2 separate regions of the Rattus norvegicus genome follow, and region 1 is linked to region 2. The links are chromatin contacts, called in public Hi-C maps. All regions are on one chromosome and are shown on one strand. Each heading gives the region's core, a stretch centred on a gene start, on an enhancer-like site or on the middle of the called end of the contact. The rest is flanking DNA. Distances are from core to core; before and after follow the strand shown. Region 1 overlaps Fcgbp (Fc gamma binding protein). Region 2 holds the start of LOC102553760 (zinc finger protein 59-like).

The links. Hi-C and Micro-C count contacts between places; a contact is called where the count stands out from the background.
Region 1: a Hi-C map of mammary epithelial cells shows a contact between it and region 2, with 2.1 times the contacts expected there. The contact joins the enhancer-like site here to the promoter of LOC102553760 in region 2. A contact is called at or near these places in 5 of 12 Hi-C or Micro-C datasets (Schwann cells, hepatocytes, liver and 1 more).

The regions. Positions count from the first base shown.
Region 1 is chr1:92,537,093-92,539,891 of GRCr8, forward strand. It overlaps Fcgbp (Fc gamma binding protein), which reads left to right. Exons shown (of 20, transcript NM_001164657.3): 18 at 249-632. Among named protein-coding and RNA genes, the nearest start is that of Fcgbpl1, 14 kb to the right of the region's middle. Within about 2 kb of position 1,444, at least 25 of the 93 cell types and tissues checked have an H3K27ac peak or open chromatin away from gene starts, as enhancers often do.
Region 2 is chr1:92,349,968-92,352,975 of GRCr8, forward strand. LOC102553760 (zinc finger protein 59-like) reads right to left here and starts at 1,314. Exons shown (of 6, transcript XR_010059898.1): 1 at 1,132-1,314.

The DNA.
Region 1 (2,799 bases), core at 194-2,693, 190 kb after region 2:
GGCTTGGGCTCACTGAACCTGGGCACAGTCTGAGGCAGACAGAGCAAGTGGTGGTGGGGTGAGTTGTCAAGGCTCTTGAGTCAAGACATGAACTCCACACAGCATGGCCTCTGCTCGGTTTTATTTACAAATCACAGTCTGAGGGCCACTGGGACTCCTGGGTAGAGGACATACAAGCCATTCCTTACTGGGAACTCTACAGTTTCCCTCTGTGTGAATGCACACCATTTATCCCTTTCTGTGCACAGGTGAACTCCTCCCTGATGTCCTCAGACTGCAGTGAACTCTGTTACTGCTCTGAAACCACCGGTCTGACATGCCGTGCAGCTGGCTGCCCATCTGGCCAGGTCTGTGAGATCCAAGCTGGAGTCCGGCAGTGCCGGGCTGCTCATGGTCTCTGCTCCCTCTCTGTGGGTGCCAACCTCACTACCTTCGATGGGGCTCTCAATACCATCAGCTCACCCGGTGTCTATGAGCTTTCTTCTCGCTGTCCGGGATTCCAGAAGAATGTGCCCTGGTACCGATTGCTTGCTGATGTCCAGCCTTGCCTTAACAATGACAAGATCGTGAGCAAGGTCCACATCTTCTTCCAGGATGGCATGGTGACTGTGATCCCAAGCAAGGGTGCATGGGTAAGCCTGGGCACAGAGGGCAGGGCCGTCTTCCCTGGCTTTCCTTCTTCCTGTCTCAGTAGCCTACATCCTGGCTACCCGGTGACCTTGCAGTCTGTTTTCTTCATCCGGGTCTCTGCACTTTTCTCTGCATTTGTACCTGTCTCTCCACGTCAACCTGGGTCCCTCTTCTTGGCCTGAGTTCTTACATTCGAGTCACAGGCTGGCTTTGCTGTTGAGTTTGGTCAAGACTCCACTGCTTAGCAGTGACCGGAAACCGAATGCAAACCTGAGGGCTGCAGGGGAAGTGAATGGACTGGCTCCATATCTGGGAAACCCAGAGTCAGCCCCCCAGAAGCGTCTGGATCCAGATACCCCAGCTACACTGCTGGAGTTTCCACCTCTAGGTTTCTTTCTTTCTTTCTTTCTTTCTTTCTTTCTTTCTTTCTTTCTTTCTTTTTTCTTTTTTCTTTCTTTCTTTTTTTTTTCTTTCTTTCTTTTTCTTTCTTTTTTTCGGAGCTGGGGACCGAACCCAGGGCCTTGCGCTCGCTAGCGCTCTACCGCTGAGCTAAATCCCCAACCCCCACCTCTAGGTTTCTGATTTGTTTACCACTCTGTACTCCGTTCTCAGAGTTTCTCTTATAGGAGCAAAGCATAGGCAGCGTCTGCCCTGGGCTTGTAGTCTGTCAGCTTTGCTACCTCAGCACAAAGTGACCCAGCAAAGGTGCCCACAGTGCGTCTCACTAGGCAGGTTTGGAACAGACGCCCACTCCCGGAATTAATCACTGTGGTCTTAAGCAGAGAATGCTCTGATTGGCCAGGCTGGAGTCACATGGGTTCCCCATGAGCCATTCTCAGGGAGGCGCCTGCAATCCTGGGGAAGCAGACACTGCTGGAATCATACAGAGTGGTCAAATCGTCTGGCAATAATCATGGCAAAGTTTGGGAAATATCTTCAGGCGGTTCATAGAAGCCTCAGTTCAAGTTTCCATTGTAGCTGGCTACGTCAGCACTGTCTGTCTAGCATGGACAAAGATTTCAAGAGAAACCTGCAAGTGTTCAGCACTGTTGTCAGCCTGAGAGGGTAGGCACAGGTCAGTAGGGATCCTTTACCAGTCCAGACCACTCCTGCCAGTACCAGGGGCACAGCTTGGTAGCCTGGAGGTACCATGAAATCTTGGCTTTGTGCCTAAACTCAGTCCTTCTCTGTGTGTGCAAGGCCCTGTGCTGGCCCACTGATAGGACTCTCACTGCAAAGCACACAACCAGTCAGACGCTCTGCCCACTGAGTCTCCATGCACCCTTTCCTGTACCCATCCTTTCTCCTCCCCTCCTTGCTTCCGGTGCCTATATCCACTCATTCTCTGGCCCTCTCTTCCTCCCTCCCTCCCATCCACCCATCCCTTTTCTCAGATCTCTATATGCCTTTCCCATCTGTGTATCTAGGTTCCCAATTGTGTGATGGAGAGGCTCGAGTGTGAACACATTTGAGAAAAGAGTGGGAACATGTCCTTCCAAGAAATTTCAGTGGGGGGAATCTAACATCAGAAAGCTTGATCTATAAGGAGAACAGACAGACGTTGGAAAGCGATCACAAGGCTGCGAAGTCTGCAGCCGTTGATAAGAAACTGAAATTTGCCTGCATGATTATTTCATTGCTAGGATCATTCAGACATAAGCCAAAAAAAAAAGAGCTGATAAAGTGGCTTTTGTTAGCGATCCAGTTACTTACAGACAGTCTGAAAAGTCGATGTGAAAATTATAACTTAATAGTTTAAGCCTGGAATTTCTGCTCTGTTCATCTGTCTGGTTTTAAAAAAAAAAAGTGTTGTACCAGCCGTAGAAAGTTGTAGAGACAGTTTGGTCCCTGTCTGCATTCTTCTTCTACTCCTCCTTCTTCCTCCTCCTCCTTCTCTTCCTCCCCCTCCTCTTCTTCCCTCTCCTTTTCCTCCTTCTTCCTCCTACTTCTCCTCCTCCTCCTTCCCATCCTTAGCAATGTATACCGAAAGACATTCCCCAATAATTAATAAGTTGCTATCGGGCCAGTGAAATGGCTTGGTGGGGAAACAAACCACAAGCCTGATGGGACCCGAATTTGGTCCCTGGAACCCACAGGGTGGGAAGGAGAGAACCAACTCCCACAAGCTGCCAAATGTCCTCCCTACTTGTATCAGAGCAGGTGCATACA
Region 2 (3,008 bases), core at 64-2,563:
TCAGAACTAGAGAGACAGAGGGGACAGAACCAAGACTCCAACCCGAATACCACAGACCCACATGTCCACATCCAACCACAGCATTGCTCACCTGGCTCTGGCCAATGTTACTCATTTCACACACACACACACACACACACACACACACACACACACACACACGAGAGAGAGAGAGAGGGGGGGGGAGGGAGAGGAGGGAGAGGGAGAGAGATTAACTAGTCCTCAAAAATGTCAAATTCAGTGCTATCACTTCCCCACTCCCAAAATCCTCCCCTGTGAACAGACCATCTACCACCTACATTCTTCCCCTGCTTTGAAAGAAAATCTGTAAAATCAAAGGCCATTTCACGTGTGACACTATCAAAATAGGAATCGATTTAGCAAATTGGAGTTTGAAAGCCCTAAAGCTAACCTCAGGAGATTACTATTTACAACTTCTTGGGAAAAGGAAGAGATTGTAGAGAGAAGATGTCAAGGGTCATTGAAATGGTACTGTGAATACTAAGTGGAAAGGGCAGGGTCAATGTAAGGGACACAATGGTGGAGGTATGAATTTACACGGAGCACCTTCAGTTGCGATTCTATATTCTAAAACCAAAACCTCGTTTCTCCAACAGAAAGAGCAAACGCATTCTTGAATCCACATCCCTCTCCCGCCCTCCTTTTGAATGGCCGACTAGGGAAGTCTGAGGAAGCATGAGATCCCAGACTATTTGTGAGAGCATCCTCACTGAGCACTTTCCCTTCACCACGCACAATGGCTAGAGCTCTGACAAAGTCATAGATCTCAACAAGTACCCTCCTTCTAGGAGACACCCCCCCGACCTTAAATTATAGTCCCGAGCTCAAATCTGATCCTCAGGGAAATTTTCCCTTTACACTCTACACCTGACCTCCTCTTACTGAAGCTTGGTCCTCTGCTTCAGTCCCGGTGTCCCTGAAAGCAGGAGCAGAAAGCGACAAGCAGAGACACAGATAAGGTGTGTAGACAGACAGACAGACAGACAGACAGACAGACAGAGAGAGAGAGAGAGAGAGAGAGAGAGAGAGAGAGAGAGAGAGAGAGAGAGAGCGCTACCCCAACCCACCGCCGGAACGGACACATTCCAAGCCCGCTGCCTCCAGCCTTACTCTGGGGAGACCTAAGCCAAAAGCCTATGTGCTACTTCCGGCGCGGTGGTCCTGGAAAAAACAGTTGTCACAAGCAAAGACCTGGAGAAGCACGGCGCTTCCTGGAGAACCCGGCATGCAACTTGAGCCAGCCCATCTGAAAACTGCGCCCAGTGGCTTGTGGGAGTTCCCACGGGGTCGCGCGCTTAAAGGGGAAGCTCCCTCCTTTCATCAAAAGGTACTTCCGGTTCTGCGTGTAACTGAGATTCTCTCCCGGGAGCGGACGCTCATGCCTAAGTGCCCAGTTATCCAGATAGAAAATGTGACTGAGGGCCACATCGCTATGTATCAACAGAACTGTGTCCGTTAGACAGGCTAGACGATCCTCGTAATAAAACCAATCGCATTAAAAACTCAGCTATGTGCTAACTACAGAAAATATGTTAAAAAAATACTCTAGCAGATTCAAAGTGACCATCTTCCCATAATCAAAAGAAAACTCAAGTCGATTATAAAATGCAGGTAGATCAATACAGAGGACGTCATCAGGCGACAATAAGCATGGCTGGGCGTGGTAGCACAGGCCTTTTATCCCAGCACTGGGGAGGCGCAGCCCTCTGCATGTCTGTGGGAAGAGGCCACCGAGGGCTACACAGTGAAACCCTGTCCAGAAACTAAAATACACTCAGATTATGGTGGCACATGCCTTTAATTGCTGCCCTAGGGAGGTAGAGGAGGCGTCTGAATAAATAAATAAATAAACAAACAAACAAGCAAAGCAAAATAAACTCAGAGTACATACCTACTGTCTCGAAAAGACTAAATAAACTAAAATCCAGAGGATATTCCTAATGTGGTAAACAAATAAACAAAACAAACTCCAAGTACACTCTAATGGCACACCTTTAAACGTGAAGTGGGGAAGTCCTACTAGAGCAACAGGGAATGACAGCAAAACCTACCATCACATTCAAACATTTTCACCACTGAGAGGACAATGCCCCCCAAAAGCAAAAAAAGCACAGCTGATTTGGACAGCATCTCAACTATGAAGGAAGTCAGAATAAAATGGAAACGCTTAAGCTTTGATGACATGAGGGGCCTTCAATGGAAAATATTCTTGTATACACAGCTATGGGAGAAATGCTCAGTACCTGGACACATTTCTCGTTAAAGCTTCCTTTTTTAATCTTGTGGGAAGAGGATCTAAATGTGGGACACATGTGGGGCAGGCTCTGCATGGCCATTCCTCCAGTCTCAGCAATAAACTTTCCCTCCATATGCCCTCCTATGGATATTTTTGTTCCCCCTTTTAAGGAGTGGAAGCATCTGCACTTTGGTCGTGCTTCTTGAACTTCATGTGGTCCGTGGATTGCATCTTGGGTAATTCAAGCATTTGGGCTAATATCCACTTATCAGTGAGTGCACACCATGTATGTTTTTCTGTGCTTGTGTTACCTCACTCAGGATGATATTTTCCAGTTCCAACCATTTGCCTATGAATTTCATAAAGTCACTGTTTTTGATAGCTGAGTAATATTATTCCATTGTGTAGATGTACCACATTTTCTGTATCCATTCCTCTGTTGAAGGGCATCTGGGTTCTTTCCAGCTTCTGGCTATTATACATAAGGCTGCTATGAACATAGTGGAGCATGTGTCTTTGTTGGATGTTGGGGCATCTTTTGGGTATATGCCCAAGAGAGGTATAGCTGGGTCCTCAGGTAGTCCAATGTCCAATTTTCTGAGGAATCTCCAGACTGATTTCCAGAGTGGTTGTATCAGTTTTTAATCTCACCAACAATGGAGGAGTGTTCCTCTTTCTCCATATCCTCACTAACACCTGTTTTCACCTGAGTTTTTTATCTTAACCATTCTGACTGGTGTGAGGTGGAATC